Linked DNA regions of Canis lupus: region 2 is linked to region 1. Evidence: chromatin contacts called from public Hi-C data. All regions are on one chromosome and are shown on one strand. The core of a region is the stretch at or near the end of the contact, and the rest is flanking DNA. Distances in the headings are between cores, read along the strand shown.

The links. Hi-C and Micro-C count contacts between places; a contact is called where the count stands out from the background.
Region 2: a contact with region 1 is called in a Hi-C map of skin fibroblasts, with 2.4 times the contacts expected there. The contact joins two enhancer-like sites. A contact is called at or near these places in 2 of 9 Hi-C or Micro-C datasets (liver and skin fibroblasts).

The regions. Positions count from the first base shown.
Region 1 is chr1:73,160,600-73,167,976 of UU_Cfam_GSD_1.0, forward strand. No RefSeq gene overlaps it. Among named protein-coding and RNA genes, the nearest start is that of DAPK1, 130 kb to the left of the region's middle. Within about 2 kb of position 1,517, at least 3 of the 20 cell types and tissues checked have an H3K27ac peak or open chromatin away from gene starts, as enhancers often do.
Region 2 is chr1:73,201,935-73,208,807 of UU_Cfam_GSD_1.0, forward strand. No RefSeq gene overlaps it. Among named protein-coding and RNA genes, the nearest start is that of DAPK1, 170 kb to the left of the region's middle. Within about 2 kb of position 5,262, at least 3 of the 20 cell types and tissues checked have an H3K27ac peak or open chromatin away from gene starts, as enhancers often do.

The DNA of each region.
Region 1 (7,377 bases), core at 267-2,766:
ATCTTTTTATTTTTTAGATTTACTTAAGTTCAATTTATTAACATATGATGTATTATTAGTTTCAGAGGTAGATGTCAGGGATTCATCAGTGTTATTAACACCCAGTGCTCATCACATAACATGCCCTCCTTATTGCCCATCACCCAGTTACCCCATCCCCTCACCCCCTCCCCTCTAGTCACCCTGAGTTTGTTTCCTATGGTTAAGAGTCTCTTATGGTTTGTCTCCCTCTTCTTTTATTTCATCTTGTTTTATTTTTTTCTCTCTTTCCCTATGATCCTTTGTTTTGTTTCTTAAATTCCATATATGAGTGAGAGCATATGATGATTGTCTTTCTCTGACTTATTTCGCTTGGCATAATGTCCTCTAGTTCCATCCACTTCATTGAAATGGCAAGATTTCATTTTTTTGATGGCTGAGTAGTATTCCATTTTCTTCTTTAAAAAGATTAACATGCTATAACAACTCAAACCATCTGGAATGATGTAAAGTTAAAAACAAAATCTCTACCTAAGCCCCACATCCTTCAAAAACCAAACGCCACTCTCCATAGACAACAGTTTCTGGCGGCAGATCTTCTGGTGGTTGCCATCATCAGAAAGCAGTTGTTCCCAAATTTTAGAGTGTATTGGAAACCTCTTGAGGGTCTGATTTAGCAGGTTTGGGATGGGGGCTGAGGATTTTAATTTCTAGCAAGTTCCCAGGTGATGACGATGCTTTTGTCTGGGATCCCATTCTGAGAATCCTGTCATGAAGAATAAAATTTTTGTTATTGACTTACACTATATCCTCTTCTCCTCTCTCATTTATCTACTATTTTTCTTAATTATATATATTTTAATTTGGGTGTTTATCTTCGTGTGAAATACAAATGTCCATGTTTATTTCTGGGTTGGTCATTTTTAGACAGTATCTATTGACAGCCAGAACTATAACAGGTGAGCAAACATGGAAATTATTTCTGTTGCTTTATAAGTATGTCTTCTGGGAAATTATACTTTTAACCATTTGGTGATGTTACAGGGAAATGCAATTCATTTTTACATTTTGTTCTTATATCTAGTCTTTCATTGCTAATCTGCTAATCTTTCATTGATGCTAATTCTTATAAGATTGCGCATGTTGATACTTGCAGTACTCACTGACTTTTACTGTTGCATGTTTATTTTCTGATTATAACAGACACTAATAATCCATTTTCATATCGGCGGATGTTCAGGATTTTAGGTAGTCTCCTGCTTCTGCTTCTCCTTTGACTTTTTCTTTGCTGTTACACAATGATGCAACAATAAAATTTTAGCATGTGTCCTTGTGGACATGTGCGATTTCTTTGTACCAAGATATGCCAGGGAGTGGAGGTACTGGGTTGGGGAGACTCAGATACCATTTACATATGCACAGTTTAGAGCCTGTTGGCCTGACCTGTTTTTCTGGTGATTGCCACGGTGACCAGCTCTGTGAGATCTGCCAGTGACTTCGCACGGGTCTCCCTCCTGTCTTTACTCCCTTCCTCCAGCCCAGGACTGCAGACTCTGCTCGTGTGTGTGTGTGTGTGTGTGTGTGTGTGTGTGTATAGAGTCTATGCCCACAGGGGCACACCTTTGGCACTGGGACACAGAGGCCAGTGGATGAACCTTCCCCTTTGTTCCTCAGGACTAACTGCCCTGCAGTTTGGCCTCTAGAAGGGTGATCTCCTTAGACCCAGCAGCCAGACCAGACTCTCCTGGTGTTCTGTTTCCCTACCTCACTCTGATCACTTTGAAGAGATTCCTTGTCCTTGGTGGGGATGGGGTGGGGCGGGGCAGGGTGTGTGTGTGTGTGTGTGTGTGTGTGTATGTGTGTGTGTATGTGTGTATGAAGCAGTGTCTGCATGGGCTGATCTCTTTGGCTAATGGGGCTGCTTCGAAGTCTTCCTATCTACCAGGGTAGGAGATGTGTGGAGGGCTTGTGGAGAGAGTACTCATAATTGAGACCTAGGGGCTTAAATGACACACCGTAAATGCTGCACGGAGGAGAGTAGGGATTTACTTTACTGGGCTTTAGCTTTGGGGTTCCAACAAAGTTGGTCCTAGCAGAGATCCTAGTATAAGGGTTGGTTTGTTGCAGTGAAAGTCAGCTAGGGATTTAGCTGTATATTCAGGAGGTTGAAATGGATGCGACTTGGATACCTATTACCAGCTTAGATTAGTAAAGAGAGTCAGGCAGATAGCTCAGTGACTTACTAGCCATGGGCACTCTAGGAAATTGTGAAATACTGTGACTGTTTCTTATCTGTAAAGTGAGAGTAATAAGAGCATACTGTAAAGAGTTACGGTGGGGGTAAGATGACTGATTTGTGCTATGCACAGAACACAATGACTGACACACAGTAAGTACTGTGCTAGGTACCACCACCACCATCATCATCTGGCCCATGACTGAGTTCCATGAAAGTGTATGTCGACTGATATACATTTAAAAAATCCACTCATTTCTATTTAGTTCCAGAAGTATAAAGGTATCTAGTCCAATCTCCAAATATCACAAAAGAAGACAAGAGGATCTAGAGATTATGTTTTGATTACATAGCTCACAGAGCCGGCAATTGGCAGACCCTGCAAATACTTTATGAAATGCCAACTCAAATATGGAAAATCAAGATAATTTCCAGACCTGTTTTGGATTCTGGAAAAGTATAACAGCTGGTTTTTCCATTGCTGCTTCTGACTTTCAAGCACTTGGTAGACCAGTCCGACCAGAACTCAGATGCTTCTTGAAAGACCCCAAATGACATTTAAAGCATTATTAGAATTAAACAAATGTGTAAACCACTTTGTTGCCTGTAAACACCTTTTGGTGAAGGGATGTCATTTTAATTAAATGGAAATACGACTTTGCCTTTTGTTGGTCCCGCTCAACACTGATTCTTTTTTTCTGATAGAACATAGTGATGATGTGAGATTGTAATGGGTTTGGGTTGGTGAAATAAATCTTTGAGAAGATAAATTTAAACACCGTTTAATTCAATGCTATTAAACGGCTTTAGCTATTGATATCACCCCAAGCAGGACTCTTGTTCTTAAATGCAAGGGGAGTATGTGTAATTACTCAGTGAGTCCACTGAGAGGAGCCATTTCCCTAACAAAGATAGAGATGAGACCTGGAACTGGTGTTCAGGCATCCCCATCAAGGTCTAAAGATAAAATTACTTATGTGCGAGGTCTCCAGATTTCCAAATACACCATAATTTTGTACTAATCAGACAGAAGCATATTCAAAGAGGCAATACAAACATTTAGCTGCATTGATTTAAAGCATGAATTTGTTGAACTCAGCTGGTGGCACATCTCCCAAGGGAAGGTGGCACATCTCCCCTTTGTTCTTTCTCTTTGCATTCCCTTCAGAAATATCAAGCACCACCTACAAGTTAGTTGCTGGTAGCAATAGCAATAGATAATGTTGATAGAGGGCTTGCTATGTGCTGAGTCTATCATGAGTCCTGACTCATTTAACCTCACAAGGCTCCTGTAAAGTTGGGAATAGTTATCACCATCCATATTTCATAGCTGGGACACAGAAGTGCAGGGAGGTAGGTGAATGTCCTAAGGTCACAAAGCTACCAAGAAGCAGCCAGTCTGGCTCTCATACTTCCTATGCTGCCTTTCGATAGCAGAGCCCACTAGCCTTGGCTGAATGAATGAGTCAACAAAGCAGGAAGTGTGAGAGAGAGATCATGACATAAGGTAGCCCAGGCAGGTGTTCCAGTGATCAGAATTAGAAGGGTTTTCACTTGAGACAAAGAGAGAAAAGTCAAAGTACACAAATTAGTCCTCTATACAATCGCGTGACTATAGCACAGACACAAGAAAAGAGATGAAGATGAACTTGATTTAAATAGGCTTTAATAGCAAAAATTCTGTCAAAAATTCTCACGGATAATGATGTTGGGAATAGTAGCAGAAGGATTTGACTCACATGAAGGGAATCAGGCATCAGAAACAGTTTGGGTGAAAAACATGCTGTGTTGAACAAAATCGAACTTTGTTATGGTTTTGTCTTCTCCATATTTTGTTAATATCTTTGAAGTGCCTCATCTTCCTGGACTGTCTTTAAAAGTTTTCCCTCTTCTCTTTTATTCCTGTTTTCATAGCTGTTTTGAATACCCTGACATTGCCATATTATCTTGGCCGTGATGATATGTGAACCCTAATTTGCCTGGTGATAAAAGAGATCTCACAGAGAAATCCAGAAAGTTAAGAAAACTAAGCCAATTTTTCCTGACTTCAAATGATTTCAGCCATACTATGTTTGACACACAAAATATTAAAGATGAAAAAAGTAAATGAATCATTTATAACCCCAAAGAGAGGAAAAGAGTCTCTTAGAGACTCTTCTGAGGAAAAATATCTAATATGGAGCCTGAGAGATAAGCTTGTGGTCCTTGAAGAAGCTCATGACCCGTAGCTGTGTTCACTTTCAGATTATTTTCTTGGCAAAACAAAACAAAACAAAATAAAACACATGGTGATTCAGAAAAATTAACTTATGGAGACTATCTGCTTTGCCAAGGGTAGTGTGAGAGCCCTGTTTTATTATCCTTGTGAGTCATCTCTTCTTGGTTCTGTAAAAAGATTGCTATGAAACTCATTAACTTTTACTTAGGAATAAAACCAATGTTTGTGATTCATTTATAAAGCAGAAATTAATTGATTTCCATAATTAAATGGAGTCTTAATCTTTGAAGTAGAAATGACATTTGCCATTTACGATGTCATTTTAGGTATCAGTTGTTTGTGTAGAAGTCTTTTTTTTTTTTTTTTAAAGATTTTATTTATTTGTTCATGAGAATACACAGAGAGGAGAGAGAGAGGCAGAGACACAGGCAGAGGGAGAGGTAGGTTCCATGCAGGGAGCCCAACATGGGACTCGATCCCGGGTCTCCAGGATCAGGCCCTGGGCTGAAGGCAGCGCTAAACCACTGAGCCATCCAGGCTGCCCTATAAGTCTTTTTTGGATTCTCTCACGGGCTTCATTTCAGTTCAGAGTAAGAAAGGCAGTCTTGGAGCTTTAGTCAACTGCTTGGCCATCTGGCTGGATGGTGCACAGAAAGTGAACTTTTCTTTTATCTGTTTAATTTCACCTCAGGAAGGGCCGAGTGGCCACAGAGGGGTTTTGAGCCATGGGAACCTAGGAGACTGGTAGGGGGCAGGGCTTGGCCAGATCCAGAGAAGGTGGCGGTTTAGCCACAGAATGCAGAGAATCACAACTAGAGAACCCACATCCATCAGTAAGTTCCAAAGGAATTGGGGATCTGAGAGAAGCCACCCAGGGGAGAGTCTATGTAGACACAAGAACAAAATGGGGATCAGAAAGCATAAGCAGGAGCAAAGAATGTCTAAGAAACTGCCTCTGATGGGTCCCCTGGGCCACTCCTTGTGGAGTTGTCTACTTGACACATGTCCTATGGCAAGGTCAGACTTCTTAAAGTGCATGGTTACCCTGAAACCACAGAGGCTAGAAAAATAAATGAAAAGACACATATGACTATGTAAAAAAAAAAAAAAAAAAAAGCCTGTCTAGCGAGTTGCATTTTAAGAGAAAGTTAAGACACTGTCTTAACAGCTTAACCCTCAGTCTGTGGATGAGGAGAATGGGGCTGGGCAGGGAAGGGGTTGGGGTGGTAGGGCCTCACTCAAGTTTACCCAGTCCCTGGGAGTCCCTGTCGTGGAGCTAGTTTTTCCCTTCACCTACCTTAGCTATCCTCCCACCTCAACTGTTTGGACGGGGGCTGGTGGTGACTCAGAACCAGGTCTCCCAGAGCCTGTGACTGGGAAGGTAGCTGGGAGCGGGGCTGGGAGAACCCGCCCATGGAGGTGGGAACCACACTTCTCTTATACTCTTGCACCCTGGATACATGACGGCTTCCACACATTTCTGGGGCAAGTCTGAAAATCTATCATTTATGTTATATATATATATATTTTTTTCATTCTTGTCAAAAACACCCCATAATACATTTTCTCTGGAATCCAATACCCAGACATTTTTGGGATAGCCTGATACAGACTTATATTCCTTCTCTGGGAAAAGCAGCTTTTGCATCTTGAGGGAGTTTTCTTTTCCAAGAAAAGGGATTGAGATGAATATCTTGGAAATTCTATCTCCTTGAATTGCCGGCTCATCACACTGGGAATTTGAGGAAAACACATGACATGTGTGACAAGATACAACTGTTGATGTGAGCATAGCAAACACTTACTGTGCTTTGTTCTAAGCACTTTCCCTCCTTCACTCACTTAATCCTCCTCGTAGCCCCCCCAGGATACATAATTCCCATTTATAGGTGAGGCTACTGAGGTAGCTAATCAGTGCCAGGATGGCTCTGAAGTGAGCTGTCTTAGTCACTCTACTCAACTGTCTCCGAAAATGGAAAGGTGATCCATTTGTTCCTGTTCACCCCCCCCCCTTGTTTTTGAATTAGAAAAATGGAAAGAGCACTATCTTTCTTGCCCCAAATGTCCTGGAAAATTTGGACAGTAAATCTTGTAGACTCTCAAGAAGAAAGAAACTAGTGTTGCTCTGGGGGAAGTTTATAGGTCTAATGGACCATCCGCTTGAGTGTGAGAGAACTAGATGAAATGTGAGCTTTCACAAATGCCTTTGGAAGTTGGACAAGATCTCTAAGGCTAAATGAGGGCAGAGGATGGGGGAGACGAAGAGGAATTACTGAGTGGTTCCAGGAGAGCGGGGCTGATCTGAGAGCTATTGCCTAAAGAATAAGAATTCTCACCCTGGGAAGACTTGGGTGGGTATATTGACTTAGCAAAAGACTATCATGGACGATAGAGTCTGTCGTCACTTTTGTGCCTCTCTATGAACCCCGCCTCATGGTATTCACATACTTGTGTCATCTCTGCTTCTTGAATCTGATCTGAGCTGGTCAGATTGTGAGTTGCTTTAACCAACAGAATGATGTACAGGAAGGTGGCTCAGCCAGCTTCCAGCTGTTGGGGCAATTCTAATGGAGGCACCAGATGTAGGAGTGAAGAAGCCCTGCAGACATCATATGGGACAAAGACAAGCTATCCTCCATATCCTGACCAGAGAATCATGAGAAATATGCAATAATTATTGATACGGGCCAGCCATTAAATTTCAAATAGTTTGTTTCACAATGCTTGATAACCAAAATAAAGTGCATAATTTGCATGTCTGGGAGCTGCAGAGAACTGAGGCCCAAACCCCCTTTACTTGACCCCAGCTCCGTGAATCCTGGTGGCAACATTATTTCACCTGTATCCAGCATCTCACCTGTAGGACCCCTAGCATCAGTGCTGCCATGACTTGGCAGAAATTCTTCCTAGTTACCCCATATGGGCAGCCCCTCATCCCCCTGGG
Region 2 (6,873 bases), core at 4,012-6,511, 45 kb after region 1:
TGAAAATATTATGTGGATATGAGTTAAATAGAAGATGGCTGCAAGCTTGGTTTTTTCACTTCTGTCCCAGCTTACACTTATTGTTTAGGAATAAATATGTATAGCACCCCTTTCTTTTGCTCCTCAAATATCCTGGCTTAGACATTACATGATCACTCTAGTTAAACAAAGGTTGAGAAGCACTGGTCTGATAGGACCTCCAAAAGAGTTCCCAGAGCTGATTCAAGATGTAATATCTGGGAACAGAGTTTGGGTAGGAGAAAGGCTTCATAGCAAAATAAATTCCATTTTTTTCAAGTGTTGTTTATCAAAGAGATAATCATGGTTAGCTGCTTGGTGCTTGTAAACAAATTGTTTCCCTTGGTTCCAGATATATAAAAGAAAAAGGCTGATAAGAACCAAATATCATTTGGCAGCTAAAACATTTAGCTCTCATAATGAGAGGAGTGATGGGAACCTTATAGTAAAGAAGTAGGAAAAGGGAAATTAAAAAATCCATTATATCTTTCTTTGGACTCTCTGGATTTCAACTCTTTGGGGACTCTTTTTCTTAATTATCTTTTTTGCCTTTATCCAGTACAATTTAGACAACTCTTGCTTCTAAATTCCTTCTCCTACAAGGAAAGGGGGTAAAACTTAAGACATAACCTTAGATGTGATTACTACATTCAGTTGGGATGTATGATTATTCCTTGATTGGTCATGGGGAGGGCTTGTCCTTGTCTCTCCCAGAGAAAAATTGGCTGAGTAGCTTTGCCTCACATCCATGGACCTGAATAAGAATATGCTGTAACATGAATTATAATTAGTAATTAGGTTTTTCAGTTCATGCATGAGAGACTCTAATTTAAACAATGAAAATAAAAACAATGACACCAAAACAAGATCAGTGCTTGCAGCCAAGTTGCTCGAGTGACTATCTCCAGTGCATTTTTCTCTTACTAAAATCTCATCTCTGGATTTTGACATGTTAGTTCTCTCTCTCCCTCATTTAATTTGTAAGCAAAGAAATAAGGTGATAACCCATCTCCAACAGCTGTCCAGATTCCACCGCAGCCCATGTGAGTCCTGACGGACACCAGTTGTCTTGGGAGTCTTCTTAGTATGTTCAGAGAAACCTGTAGTTTTTTTTTTTTTTTTTTTTGTTTCAGTTAGCTTTATGGATGTTTCAAGCTGGGGCCTGCATTTTTCTGTGGTAAGCTCACCCTTCAGTGTTCCCCTGGAGGCTTACTAACCTTGGCCATATTCATATTTTATGTGAGCTGAGCTGTACAAACTTGCTATTGCCATTTTTTTCTTGCACTGAAATAATTTGCTTTTCCCTTACAGCAAACCTGGGCTTAAACAACTTGAAACTGGTCTACAAACTGAAAGAAGAGAAAATTTGCTTTGCGGTTATCACATCAGAGTGAGATATCCCAAAATTTAAGAGATTATCATTGTTTTGTTTGAGTCAACATGTATGGCAAGTTATCTGTCCTCCATCAGCGTAGTTCACAGGAGTCCGTGGGGGAGGATGGTTTCCCCGGGAGGCTGGGTCTTAATGGACAGTGTTTAAAATTCAGTGCTATTTGTATTAAAATCAGTCTTCAATAAGGCTGGCCAGCTCCATTTTTATTTTACATGGTTTTCAGTGTCTGGGCCCATTATTCCTCTAACACAGGAAGGTATTCTGTGCATATTTGGCTGTTCCTGCAGTCTCACTCAGAACAGAGGAAGTATGGCTAACTAGTAAGAGAAAAATCCTTTGAAAGTTTCTCTTTATACTTGTCCTCTGCTCTTTCGGCAGATGCATGCCTGAAAAGAAAAGGTAGATGCTTATCTCTCTAGTTTGGTTCAGGGTTATAGAAAAGTTGCCCTGAATTAAGCATTTCTATCCTACTGGCCTACTGGGGCACTTAAAAATCCCAACCTTTAGACCACACACTCTTAATTGTGGCATGTGGGTTTCTACGAGTTGAAATTTAAAAAAACCCACAGAAAGTTATTTAACAGTTCCAACTTTTAAGTGTGTCCTTAAGTCTCTTCCAGACTAGGCCCTGTGGCCAAGAATAGTGACAATGGGTTAAACCATTAAAGGCCTTTGTCTAAACAGTAATCTTGGGGGGATGGGAGGAGAGGGGAAGACACCAACAGTGCAAGATGATACCAGCAGGTGTGATGGCCTTACTGGGAATGTGCTCATTGATTAACCCAGTTGCTTAGGAAGGCCCTGGGGAGCAGGACAATGAAAGGAAGAGGGAAAGGGTTAAGAAGGACCCTGATTAACTCATCACATGATTTGCCCTATGTTGTCCTAAAGGAGTGTAAATAGGGTCTGTGAAAATATATATTTGAAGAATGTATTGTTAATTATTTAGCAGCCGTATGGAGATTCAAGTCACATACCATCATGCACACATTTAAAGCATGAGCTTTAATGATTTTTGGTATATTTATGGAGCTGTGCAACCTTCATTTAAGATTTTGCACCTTTCCATTTTAGCAGTCCTTCTCTCTGCAAATGTCCTTGCAGTAGATACTGGCTCACTTCCTTCTTGTCATTCGAATTTTTGCTCAAATGTCACCTCTAAAGAGCTAAAGAGCTTTCCCTTCCCTAAAATAGCACCCTGTTCAAAGTTCTCTTTCCTCCTGGCTTTGGTGTCTCCAGAGCCCTGGGACAGTCTGGTTTGTGTGGGTCTGCATCCATGGCCCTCCAAAGGCAGGACGTTTGCCCCGTTCCAGCTGCTTCCTCAGTTCCTGGGCCCAGGCCTGGTTAGAATTAGTAGGTGAGGGAGGAACAAGGGTGGGAAGCTGTTCTATCCTGCAGAGACAGGAGGGGAGGGGAAGTGACAGGAGCAGCAGCTACAGAAAAGGGCTGGCTCAATGATTCCTGGGTCAATCATCTCCTGCCACCTGACCCTGGAACCAGATGCTGCCGGATGGGATGTGGAGAGGGCAGGAAAGCCAGGCCTCAGGTTCTGGGACCTTGAGCTCCTACTTTGTGTAGGGCCTGCAGAAATGATTTGGTAGGACCAGGACATTGGGCCTCTGGTGCCTTGTGGTTCTGACATTCTAGAACTCTGATGGAATTCTCTGATGGGGTGTAACCGAACAGATACAGGGAAAGTGCACCTGGGACGACCCTACCTTTAATAAATCCTGTCTCTATGGCTGCCTTTGCCAAGTGAAGCTGCATTTCTCTCCTCCTTCCCCTCCACTCCCGACTCATATCTTTTGGAAGGGTGGGATTTTCTAAGGCTTGGGGTCTTAGGCCCATATGGCAGAAAAAGGGTGGAATATAAGTTGTGCTTGAATGTGCCATTCGAGCTGGATCTAAATTGAGGAAAAGCTTTGTCTGTGAGTTTACAAACATACAATTAAGGCTCTTATAGTTATCTAAATCCACTTTCTTGCCTTATAATTTCATGGTTAGAAGCATTACAGTTGTTTTTAGATTTTCGTTATAACTGCATTATAACCACAGACGGAACCGAATAGTGTTTGTTTATTTGTGTAACAAATTATGCCCCTCAGCTAACTTTCCTGTGTAATTTGCATTGGGTGTACATTTTGCAAAAAAGCATACATTGGTCTGAGGGCCTTCTTTCCTTCTCTCTTCCCCAAAGCAGCACTGATAATAGAAGGTTGGGAACCAACATGCACGTAAGGATGTTTCACCCCCGAGTGTATTACACATTATTTTAGGTGTGAATGACACACGTGTCTATAGACAGACCTGCAAAGAGAGAATTGTACTAAGAGACCCAAATTCAAACTCCATTTCTTCGATGTCATCTAGGTAACTCCATGTCTGCTTACTTCATCGATCTTTTATTCCCATTTAGCTCTGGCCCCAAAGTGCACCCCAAACACACCCTTATAAATTGCAGATATTTTGTGCAAAACCAGAATAATAGTTCTCTGAGTTGCTATTGAGTTGGAACAAGATAAAGTCTGAAATTCCATTTCAAATCTTGAGGTGTTTTCTGAGTACACGCTAGAGGTGACCAGAATGACAAGAGATGGTGCTATCTTCTACATCAGGTTAAAATTTGTTCAAGGTAATTTTTTTTATCTGCACGTATGGCATTTGGGTCTGAGAATGAATAGGGATAAACTTCTTTCCGTGTGCCCACTTGAGACACTCTGTGTGAGCCAGGACTGTTGCCAACCTGGGTTCTGGCAAGAAAACTGAAGACTCGCGAGGGGCATGTATCTCTTTCTGTGTTATTTTCTGGTTCTTCTCAGCAACCCAGATTTCCATTGTGACCACGTTGCCTTTGGGTGTCCCAAGATTTTATCCATGGCTGATTTTATCCTTCGGTGTTACTTTCTCTTTGGCCTCACAGACCACCTGTGACAAATGGTAGAAATGCCTGAAGTGGTGGTAAAGTGGAGTTCATCAAAAACAAACATATGTAATATATTTACACAATTTGAATTGATTAGCAAGTTGGGTGGGGATAAAGTTTTAATTCAAAACAACATAGGAGTTCTTGATAAATGACCAGTCCTTAATTAAGCCTAGTAGATTCTGGATTCCTGGTGAGACAAAATAATTACAAACGTAGAAGAATAATGTAAATACCTTACATCAAAATATTGCTTTATAGTTCACATAACATGAGATAAATCATTCTCTGAGAGATCTTGTCTCTGGTATACACCAGCTGATGACCTTGGCAATGACCTCTCAGTTCACAGTTCTTAATTCTGCCCTCTCAGAGGGTGGGGGGAGTGGCCTGAGGTCAGGGTTCCAACAAAACTTCTAGTTCAAAACAATCTATGACTCTGGTAACTTCTTTTATTTTTTCTGCTTTGTAGATTAGAAATGAGAGGAATCATGGGTGTCTTGTGATCGGACAGGATGACTTATTTGTAATGTTAAGAGAAAAACACTAATTTCTTCTTTCAATCCACACAGGTTTCTTGGGCTCTTGCTATGTGTCGGGCATAATGCTGAGGTGAATTAGGCCACTGCCCTGACCTTCCAGTGGGGAGTAGGGTGGCCTACTTCCCTGGGCCTCCTGCTAAGATGGAGAAGGTCTTGGGCACCCTGGGACTAGGGGGCCACACCAAGTGGGAGGGGCTGACATAATGAGTTTATGAGTTAAAACAAGTGAACAAGGTAATTTCAAGTAGTGACAATTATTGGGTAGCAGATTTTTAGGATGATGCTATTGAATGCATTTGTGGGTGGGAGTCGGCTGGTGCTTTCAAGGATCCCCCAGGAGATCACGTTCCTACCCAGGCAGGGAGGGATGAGAAGGGAGCAGACATGCCATGAGCTGCAGGAGCTGTGTTCCAGGCAGCAGTACGGCAAGTGCAGGCATCTTCAGAGGGGGAAGAACTTGGCTTGCTTGAGAAATAGAATGTTCTGGCAACAGGGAGAGGGGTATGGGCCTTGTGGGCCTCACAGAAACTCAGACAATAACAAGGATAACTGCTGTTATATTCTGGGCCCTCACTCATTTCATGACATCAATCTGTGTAGTTATGCATTTTACAGACGAGGATCCTGAGACACAGGGACTTGGGGTCTTATTTCACCCCAAGATGCAAACCTCAGTGGATGATGTAGAGTCCACACTCGTCATCACAGACTTTGGTGAGGGGAACCCCTCTGTCAACATGAAAGTGTGTCCGTTCCCCCACTCTCCATGCTCACTGACACCCACACCCCCGCAAGGACCCTCTGTGGGTGACGGGTCCCCCAGCCCTGCTCCCTGCGGAGCCAGTTTCTGCTTAGCCAGGAACAGCCATTGGAGGAGGCCTCTGCTGCCTTTGTGGACTCGCTCCAGAGCTGATGGGGGTAGTTACGGGGTGGCTTGGAAACGGTCACTCTGTGTGTAATCAGGTCACTTCGCTGAGAAAACATTTCTGTTTCAGCTTCCTTCCTTCCCTGGGCCTCATCCAGGGAACAGTGTTGCTGACCTTCGGAGCCACAAAGGCCACAGATAATGGGGCACAGCAGGTCGATGGAGTCAGCAGAGGGGAGAGTCCATGGTGAGGATGCACACACACACACACACACACACTCACATGCTCACACACACTCACCCGAGAAAACTGTTAGAGTTGCCAGCCAGAATCTCACATTGTAAAAATGTTTAGAAAAATAAGGCTAAGAGGCAGATGAAACCTTTCTAGTCTATAATTCTTTTTGATTGCCTGGGATGCCCCTGCTGCTCGGGATCGGGCAGAGGAAGAAGGCACTCGGCTCCCAGCAAGTGCAAAAAATCACGCAGCTGTTTCCGGGCCCTGCTGTCCTCACAGCTCGGCTGCCGTTCAGCGCAGCGTGGCCTCTGTGGCTCTGACTTACCCTTATGGCCTCACCAGAAGCGCAGCCGGCATCGAGACATGGGTTTCACACTTTCTTTCCAGGCTGCTTAAGAACGAGAGAGATCTCTTCCTCCAGGAGAAAAGGAGTGCCTTCTGATTAATTAGAGCCAGAGATGAAAAATCAAAGTGACATGGAAAATTCAAAAGATTGGGATGTTGAATGCCAGTTTTAAAAATTAATATGTAAGATTTAATAGATTACTTAGGCCTCATGACAATGAACCCTGAAAGATTTTTTTCTGAATCATCTTTTAAAAAAATTTTCTTTGTCACGATGCATAAATGATGGGCTTTACATTCTGGGAATCAGGAGAAAAATGGAGAAGGAATGTCATATATTTTGTTTTAATATGTTCCGTGCTGTCATTTGGTTTTGATATTCAAATCTCTTTTCTTTGTAATTCCTAACTCCCCCCCCTCCCCAGCATAATCATGGTTCTTTGACTTTTACAAACTTACTGAATATAAATCCTGTTTAATTGTAGCCTGGTTCACGTGTACTAAAGAGTTATGTTAGTAACCAAAATGCTGTTGATCAGTAACTGGAGA